Linked DNA regions of Zea mays: regions 2 and 3 are each linked to region 1. The links are chromatin contacts, called in public Hi-C maps. All regions are on one chromosome and are shown on one strand. The core of a region is the stretch at or near the end of the contact, and the rest is flanking DNA. Distances in the headings are between cores, read along the strand shown.

Region 1 (3,016 bases), core at 509-3,008:
GTCCTCCACTAGCTTTCCTAATTAGTCAGCCAAGGGCGTCCCATACCACCCTCGTGGTAGCAATGTTTTCCGGGGTGGTTCTCCATATTCCAATTAACAATATGATCTTACCATGAACAATAATTAAATAATAACATAATTAGAACATGACCATAATAAAACATTAGTTTCCCAAAACCAGGTAGAGCAATAGCAAATCTACCCAATAATTCATCTGTTTGCATGGTGGGGAATAAACAATGCTAGGGAAACCTATTAGGTCCCATCAAATTAACCTGAGCATGTCACAGTGATTTACAACGAACATTATTTGGTAAAAAGGAGTGATCAAGGGAACAACTTGCCTGGGACTTGAGATTCTAGGTACCAGGTTGATCTTCAGATTCTCGTGACCTCACCGCTTTTCGTAGCAATACAAACAAATATGGTACAGGCAAAATTAACATCACACCAAACATAAGAACAAATAGCGTAAGAATATTCTACGCAATGCTACGAGGATGTGGGTTCAAGAATTACTAAAATCGGAGTTACGGTTAAGGAGTTATGAATTTCTGAAGATTTAAATGTTGGGTACAAAATAAATTAAATGCACAATTTTATCCTAGGTTTCATAACAATGTAAAGTTACTAGGTGATAACCAATATTAATATGAGACTAATGCAACTGGAATGGGTGAAAAAGGAGTAAAAATAGAGAAGTTATGAATTTAGAAAGATTTTAGGACTTAATTCCTATTTTAAAAGTCATTTTCTGGTTTATTCTATTAATCCTGAATTTATTTGGACACCGGGCATAAATACCAGAGAGCACAGGGTCCAACTCATAAATTTCAGGACCTTTCTGTTACTGTCTTTGAGTTCTAGTGGATGACGGGTTGATTTAGTCAAACCCGAGGGCTATTTTTGTGAAAAGCGCGTGGTGAAGAGGTATGGGCTTATCTGAGCCGATAGATCTTCATCAGGCGACCAGGGTTTGATCTGATAGTTAAGAACCAGCATGCAAACACGAGCGTCGATCACGACTTCCGTGGACACGATCTAATGACAACGAGAGGCATCCACGACCCTTCGATTAAATCCAACGGACGATACCCCCTGGGCTGATCCGCGCGCACAATCCGATCCGGACGCTGATTTAGGATCCAACGGTTCAGACACCATCACCTACCTCACGTGCACAGGCAGTGGTGTGGGCTGGCAACGACAGCGCCATGGCCGCAGCCAATCTGACCCGAGCAGGGGACCGCCAACTATGTTTCTCAACGAGCTACACGCGGGGAAGACGAAGGCGAGACAGATGGGAGGGCTCTCACCACTTACTGTCGTGCAGGCGACCCCGATCATGATGAGCTGTGGATCCAAGGCGAAGGAAAGCTCCGATGAAAATTGTGCCAGCCTGGTTAGCGGATTCTTCTCGACACGGCCATGGGTGCACCCCAGGGTATGCAGAGAATGTCCCCAGCTACCAATTGAAGGACTGGATGCAGCATACCTGGGATTTGACTGCGGCGGCGACATCCGATTCTCTTTCTCCCAATCTCGCCATGGTCTCATGCTTCGTTCTCGCGGCAAGCTCCCCCTACCAGCACATAAGACGCGGCCCCGGTTATATACCCAGGGTTGGGCATCGGTTGGCAAAGAAACCGGAAGAGTCCGTGCGTTCTGTCGCGAGATCCCCGGCCATGGCGTCCATCATCTATTTGAAGAAGATGACAAGTGGGGCCCACACGTAAGAGGCTGCGGAAGACGCGTGCGTGAGATGGCTGAATTGCGGGCCCGCCCTGGCAGTCACCAAATGCGCCGATCACGGAAATGGGTCACGCGTGGGATTGCCCATTTGGGCCGACTGGGTAGTTTTAGCCCAAGAGCGCTGGTACTTCCCTTTTTCTTTTTCTATTTTATTTTCCATTTTCAGTTTTAATTTACAAGTTTCAAACTAAACTCTAATTTGAGTTTGCAAATTCCAAACTTAATGCATATCATAAATCCAGCATGTTATGCAATTATATAATAAAATATTTTTATTTTATGTTTGTATCCATTTAGGTAAATGGTTCAAATATGCAACAAGTACTCCTTGCCATATATTGCTCAACTAAAAGTTCATTAAAATCATTATTCACTTATCGTAGGAGAAAGTAATTTCTAAGGTATGATTACTATCACAAGGGTGTTTAGGTTAAATTTATCTTTAGAGGATATTAACATATTTTTCAACAAAGGGATCACCAAAGATTCCTTTTATTAAATCTTTATTAAAAACCATATTGGTTTTCAAAGATGTAAGTTCAAGGTTAGAAAATTTCTTTAATGACCTTTTAAATCTAACACCTTTAGAGAGTTTTATAACATTCTCAAAATAAGAATTTGGGGTGTTACATGGGGTCCCCTGGAGGCGTCGCCGTATGGGAATGGAGAGGTCTCGTCCATGGGAGGGACTACGGTTGGAGAAGGGGACCTGCCGGATCATCCTTGCTCCGACGGCCAGGTAGTGTCTTGAAGAGGGAGATCTGTCCGAAGGCGGAGCCTATGTAAAATGTGTGTGGACATGGTCGTTCTTTGGTGAATCCAAGCGTAAACGCTGCCCTCGCCCCCCCTTCGCAAAAGGACGACTATGGGAACTTTTGTATTTGAATAGTCATTTTGTGCTTATTGTGCACCTTGTATTTGAAATAAGTTGTGTCTTGCGTTGTTGACAGAATCTATTAAAATGAACTTGTTATGCTGACTCAGCTGCGCCCTTGGGGACTTGCTTGGATGAAAAATGTGTGTTTCGGACGACTTCACGTCCTTAGATGTTGTAATGCACTTGTACTAATCCAGCTGCACCCTTAGGTGGCTTTTGCTAGGATATAAAAGTGCATTTCTCAGATAACTTCGCACCATTAGGTGTCGTGATGCACTTGTTATGCTAATCCAGCTGCACCCTTAAGTGGCTTTTGCTTGGATAAAAACATGCGTCTCTCGGACAACTTCGCACCCTTAGGTGTTGTGATGCAATTGTTGTGCTTAT
Region 2 (3,231 bases), core at 728-3,227, 130 kb before region 1:
CCGGATGGTTCTCCATGTTCCATTTAACACAATAATCTTATCATGAACAATAGTTAAACCAACAATAATAATGGAACATGATCATAATTCAGATATAATATTGATCCCAAAACTAGGTAGAGCAATATGTGGTAGCACAATTTTCCCATATGGTTCTCCATGTTCCATTTAACACAATAATCTTACCATGAACAATAATTAAACCAACAATAATAACAGAATATGATCATAATTCATATATTTTATTAATCCCAAAACCAGGTAGAGCAATAGCAAGTCTACCCAATAGTTCATTTGTTTGCAAGGTGTGGGGTGAACAAAACTAGGGTAACCTTTTAGGTCCCATCAAATTAACCTGTGCATGTCATGGTGATTATAGAGAACATTATTCGGTAAAGAAAAGTGATCAAGGCCACAACTTGCCTTATACTTGAGATTATATGTACTTAACCAAGTTGGTCTTCGGTTTTCCCGTGACCTCGCTGCTACTCGTAGCAATACATACAAATAGACAAGGAGTACATAAAATAACATTACACCAAACATGAGAACAAACTGCGTAGGAATTCTCTACGTGCTGCTACGAGATTGTAGGTTTGAGAATCACTAAAAACAGAGTTATGGTTATAAAGATATGGTTTTCGGAAGATCTAGGTGGTTTAATAGTAAAAGTATATCCTCTGTTGATCAATATAGAGCATGTGAGAAAAATATTTTAAATAAATAACTAATTCACTTTTAATCTAAGTTATAACATGAGTAGAGATCATATCTTAGTGAGATTATAATTATAGTTGACTTTGACAAGAATGATTAATCAACTAACATAAGTTAAATAAGTATTCAATTATAAAATTATGTGGAAAGATACAAATAATGTTTTTGATGTGTAGACAATTTTATTACGAAGCTAACACAACTGGAACGAGTTAAATCGGAGATAAAACGAATTTGTTATTAATTTTCTAAGCTTTCTATATTTTTTATAAATAACCGTCCTTCTTGACGGCGGGTACCATAATCTAAAAGTCCAGGGTCTACTGTATAAAATTCAGGTCCTAAATTTATTTTCCTTTCTACTAGATCGGATGGAGGGTTTATTATGCAAAACTTTAGGGATTCTTTTAGAAAAGCAGCCCAGCCAATTAGGTGGGATGGACCGAAGCTGACCGATCTAATCTATACGGTATAGATTTAAAATAGCCGAGATCGTCCTGGGGCTGCCCGATCCTGATCTAACAGCACCGGTCTAATCTTTGAACCGGTATGAAGTGCTCTAATCTCAACCATCCATCGCTCGATCGACGATTGCCACCAAATCACCTACCCTGCGACTGCAGAGCACGGCGGCGCCCTCGCCGGAGAGGCATGACACGGTGTTCTAGGGTTCCAAATTCAAATCTGAATGACGCAGAAGAATACTCGAGGTACGACGAACTAGAGGGAGGGGGTCTTACTAGAGAGGGTGGCGCTGTAAGGCCAAGTCACGGCGAGGGGTAGCAGGGCCATGTGTTTCGAACTCCGACGAGGCATTTGGCTCTGCAACGTCATCAATCCTGCCCCGGGAGGTCCCTTCCCCACACGACATGATCCATCATGTCTCCTTTACCTCACCGCGAGGGCCCGATGGCGTCGTATGCAAGAATCGTCCCCAACAGTAGTACTGCTTGCCCGAGCGGTGATGACATTCTCGGTGCACGCGAGATCGATGGAAGCGGGGCAATATGGGCTCATGTTTATAGGCACGGGTGTCGTGCCACCCACGGAGGTGGATTCCGCCGCATATTCGTAGCCGAGTTCGTTGGCCGGCTTCAACAGTACACCTAGGATTAAAGCGACCGAGGGAAAAAGAGAGAAGATGGCACTAGGGAAAGGGATGAGTCTGACTGACGGGTCCCACATGGTGTTGAGAGGTGCTTCATGAACGCAGTAGGCACACGGTTGATAAAATGTTGTGGAGCTGGCCCCACACGGCGTTGAGACGTGTAGAGTGCGGAGTGGATGAAACACCAACGAGCGGGTCCTGCCTGTCATCCTGAGCCAAGGCTTGGGTCACGCGGTGGTTGTGTTTAGTCGTGTTGCGCACCTATGGGCCAGAAGTGGGGGTGTGGCCCAGGTAAGTGTTTCTTTTTCCTTTTCCCTTTTTTGTTTTTTTATTTTCTATGTTCCTTTCTAACTCTATTTTGAACCTCTAATTCAAATCTAGGTTTAGCAATTTAAATGCACCAAATAAAATAAACCAACATGATGCAAGATTTAATTTTATTTATTTGTTTATTCATTGTTTGTATTTTATCCATTAAACCAATGTTTTTCAACATGAAATCTATATACAAAAGATGTTATTATATGAAAACATATTCCTATTATATTATTTTAAATCATTTAGCGAATACTCTTTAACCATTATTTCTAAATAGTTTTATGTGTACGAGAAGTTCTGATTTATTTCCTACTAAGAGATGGTTCCTAGGCACAATAATGAATAGTTTTACTAACTAAACAATTGATAATCTTTCTATGTTTTCTATTTTAACCCAAGTTCAAAGTTTTAACTGCAAGCTTTTGAACTACCAAAGTTTCAACATCACTATTTATTTTATTTATACTTTATAGAGAAATATTATTAAAAGACTGTAGGAAACGGTGATGCCTAAGAGGGGGGTGAATTAGGACTTCTAAAACTTTCTCTAAACTAGGCCACAAATAAATCCCTAGAACAAAACATATGCAAATAAACAATCTAGAATGCACAAACTAGGTTTTGTCTAAGTGTCGCTATCTCTACCGCAAAGCCTAAGTTCCAATCTCAATAATCTAACTAGAAAGACAAGATTGAAACTTAAATACTTAAAATAAATGCGGAAGGTAGAGATGCAAACTCTCGTGGATAACGTCCGAATTTTTACCGAGGTATCCGGAACCACGCAAGGTTCCGACTAACCCTCGTTGGTGCCCCTACGCAATGGGTAGCTCACGCGAGGTCCAAGCACCATGGTCGAGTAACTACGTAGAGAGCCGCGAGCCTTCTCCACACGCAAGTGGTGCTCTGCTTCCGGCTCCTCTCGGACGCTCCCCATCGTCTCCACTATCGAGCTTCTAGCCGAAACGCGGCGGGCCTTGTTTCCTCTGGTACACGGTGGTGGCCGTGACACAAACTCGGTTGTCACGGTCTCGTAAGACTCTCACCTCACTCGGTACAATTACAACGGCTCACGCAAGAGCCGATGG
Region 3 (3,410 bases), core at 897-3,396, 250 kb before region 1:
TCCAATGTAATTAAATACCACACTAAAAATTGATATATTCAAACTTGTTACCGCTGGTAATCGAGCATAAATCATTATTATTGTCATTTGCGTTATATTTCGTGAACCAAACGGTACCTAACTTCGATCACATAAACCAGAGAATCTAATCAAACACCACAAAGGTCACCATATATAGAGGTACTGTAGAAATCATAGGACACTGTAGGACTACATGGTATTGTAGAAATCATAGGACACTGTGTAGGACTACATGACTATACATGTGCCAGGAGTACGTCGTCCGAAGGACGCCTGTTGTTCTAGTAAGCTAAAATTGACGTAAATTTACTGGTTGACAAACAAAACTAATACAAGAAACTGTGTCCCATAAATTTTATGGTAACGTAACCACGGTTGAAAATCCATTTCTACGTACTTGCGGCCTTGGAGCTTAGAGCTGCACAAAATATGGAACATTTCCAAATACATCTATATCTAAAATTTTTTGGTAAAGATCAATAAAAATCGTTTGTACAGTAATGAGCTAGATGACAGCATGTATTTCCGTGACAAATGAAATAGCAATTTGCAAGAATTGCTACAGCATGAAATGTAAGCTACTACTAGCACATTTCCGTCGTGGCCCTTATTTAATTATGAAAAACATATATTCCACCCGACTTAGTAGTAAGCAAGATGTAAAGCTCAAAATTAATCATAAATAATGAAAACAAAAGAATTAAGAATATCAATGAAAATGGTTCTAGATTTTTTTTAAACCTTTGGAATTTAGTAGGGCATTTCCTCTTCATAATCAATTGAGAATACTAAATCAGTTAAATGACCAATAAATAGATAAAGAATGGTTGATCTCGTGATGATAATTTTTGGGTGATACATTTTATGAAACACATAAACTTGATCCCCAATTTTAAATAAAAAACATAAGATAGAGAATGAGAAAGGGAATTTTAATGAAACCCTTTATTCCTCCCATAAATAAATAACAAGGAAAATAATAAAATTATAATATTGAAATTAGTAGGATTAATTTTGGCACTTCGAAAATGGAAGTTCAAAATAAGAAGATGAAATTGAGTTGAATGGTTGAAATTTGAAATAAAACAGAAAATAAGAAAAAGAAAAGGAAAAGGATTGGGTTAGATTCACCTGACCTCAGCCCAACTTGGCGCCCTGCGCCAGCCCACTCGCGCTGTGGAGGCGAGCTCGCCTGTCAGGCACGCGGTTGCGCTGCGTCACTGCAGAACGGCCCCATGTGTCAGCTGCTCGGGTTAAGTTCACACCTCGCAGCGCCTCCGATTGACTGGTGGGACCAACTGGCCATACACTTGTTTAGGGCATTCACCGTATACTGACTCGTTGGCCCGGGGGGGCATCTCCTACCTCGACTCCGAGAAAAACACAACCGCCGCCGGATTTCTCTCCGTGAACAACCCCTAGATGTCGCGCCTCGCAATGCGCCAACTAGCCGGTTCCGGGGTGTATATATATCCATCCTTGGCTGACGCTACTCTTCATCCTCGCACACCAAATCAGTGGTCGCCGGACCAGGGGCATAGGCTAGAATCTACGCCGCCACCGCCGCTGTGGAATTTGCAATTCCATCGCTGCTCTCGCCTGTGTGCGTGACTGGTCTCGTCTCCGGGAGCTAGGGGAGGTGTTGGCAAGGAAATCAGCTTGAAAGGATCGCGGTACGCACGTGAATTGCTCGCCGGTATTGGGAATTGCCGCCTGGCCGCCGTGCCCCATGGTCAGCTATGTCGCAGTTCCTTCTCGGTGAGTCGTCGCCTCCTGGAAGTTCCCTCTCCTCTGTTCTGCGCGTAGGTTGATTCCGGTGGGAAAATAGGGCTCCTGGGCTGAGTGCGCTGCTCGCTGGTGGAGCCGCCGCACGGGCTAGGCGGCGGCGCAGCGGTCCGGTAATTGGGGCGGGTGATAGGAGAAGTGTGGGATCCGTTGGATGGCTCATCGATGGATAGGGTTAGTCATAAGGGCAATTAGCGCATGTCCGTTGGATCGGTTTTGGATGGATATGAGCGCGATGGGCTTAAATAAAATCATGGACGTTGATCTGTCAATGCATGTATCCGATGGCATCTCGGTGTGGGTGGTCTAGAACTGTTGGATGGAGATATGACGTACCACAGCACGTACCGATTCGATTCTAATCAGAGTGGTGCGTGTCTGATCCAACGGTTCTGGTTGCTCCTTACGCCTTCACCGTGCCTATTTTGCATATGGGACCCTCAGTTTTTGAAAAACCAACAGGCCATTCCCGGGTATAGAAAGATTAGCGCATTTGGGTCCTAAAATTCATATGTGACCCCCTAGTATTCTGGATAATTGTGGCCGCAACCCAAACTGTGAATAAATGAGATAAGTTAATACAAAAAATAATTTTTAGTGTAAAAATAAATCTAGAAACTTGTTTAATTCATATTAAATCCATTTTAACTCCAAATAGATCCATTCCAGTTGCTATAAATTCATATTAATATTGTTTATCTCCTGATAAATTTATTTTGCTATGAAACTTAAATTAAAAATTATGTACTTAATTTCTTTTGTACCCGACTCCTAAATCTTTAGAAAATCATATCTTTTAAATCATAGCTCCGAATTTAGTGATTCTCGCGCCCATGATCTCGTTACGACGCGTAGATCATTATTATGCAGTTTGTACTTATGTTTGGTGTGATGTTAATTTTGCCTATACCATGTTTGTTTGTATTGCTACGTTTAGCATTGAGGTCACGAGCCACCTGGAGAGCAAGTTGGTACCTGGAATCTCAAGTCCCAGGCAAGTTGTGCTCTTGATCACTTCTTTTTACCCAGTCATGTTCTTATTAATCATAATGATCTACATAGGTTAATTTTGATGGGACCCAATAGGTTACCCTAGTTTGGTTATATTTATACCTTGTTTTAGCACTGAATTTTTGGGTAGTACCTGCTATTACTTTATCTAGTTTTGGGTATGGAGATACACATTATTCGTGATCATACTTCTATTATTAGTTTGTTATTTACTATTCATGATAAGATCATTATGTTAATTGGAACAAGGAGCGACCACCCGGGAAAACAGTGCTACCACAAGGGTGGTATGCGACGCCCTTGGCTGACTAATTAGGAAAGCTAGTGGAGGACTACCTTACCCGAAAGGAGCAAGGGCAGTAGGGGAGTGGTCAGTGTAGGGAGGCCCTTGGGTTGATTTTGCTATGATGGTGGTCAGGTGAGGGGTCCCTACATTGGAGCATCCTAGAAACTGTAACGGGTTTTCTAAATCTAGTGGAACTTTGAAAAGGCCTCATAGTGTTACCCTGCCTCGCTTCCTTGGTAGAGGCGTATGGGAGTCGCGATCCCTAGGTAGATGGGTAACATGACTTATGGGTAAAGATGTGCAACCT

The links. Hi-C and Micro-C count contacts between places; a contact is called where the count stands out from the background.
Region 2: a Hi-C map of tassel shows a contact between it and region 1, with 2.5 times the contacts expected there. The contact joins two enhancer-like sites. A contact is called at or near these places in 3 of 25 Hi-C or Micro-C datasets (bundle sheath, endosperm and tassel).
Region 3: a contact with region 1 is called in a Hi-C map of leaf, with 2.9 times the contacts expected there. The contact joins two enhancer-like sites. A contact is called at or near these places in 2 of 25 Hi-C or Micro-C datasets (endosperm and leaf).

Annotation. Positions count from the first base shown.
Region 1 is chr2:130,659,908-130,662,923 of Zm-B73-REFERENCE-NAM-5.0, reverse strand. No RefSeq gene overlaps it. Among protein-coding and RNA genes, the nearest start is that of LOC103646954, 66 kb to the right of the region's middle. Within about 2 kb of position 1,758, at least 18 of the 20 cell types and tissues checked have an H3K27ac peak or open chromatin away from gene starts, as enhancers often do. A contact at or near this core is called in bundle sheath, endosperm, leaf and 1 more, where this site is marked.
Region 2 is chr2:130,794,162-130,797,392 of Zm-B73-REFERENCE-NAM-5.0, reverse strand. No RefSeq gene overlaps it. Among protein-coding and RNA genes, the nearest start is that of LOC103646955, 54 kb to the left of the region's middle. Within about 2 kb of position 1,977, at least 18 of the 20 cell types and tissues checked have an H3K27ac peak or open chromatin away from gene starts, as enhancers often do. A contact at or near this core is called in bundle sheath, endosperm and tassel, where this site is marked.
Region 3 is chr2:130,905,842-130,909,251 of Zm-B73-REFERENCE-NAM-5.0, reverse strand. No RefSeq gene overlaps it. Among protein-coding and RNA genes, the nearest start is that of LOC103646955, 58 kb to the right of the region's middle. Within about 2 kb of position 2,146, at least 17 of the 20 cell types and tissues checked have an H3K27ac peak or open chromatin away from gene starts, as enhancers often do. A contact at or near this core is called in leaf, where this site is marked.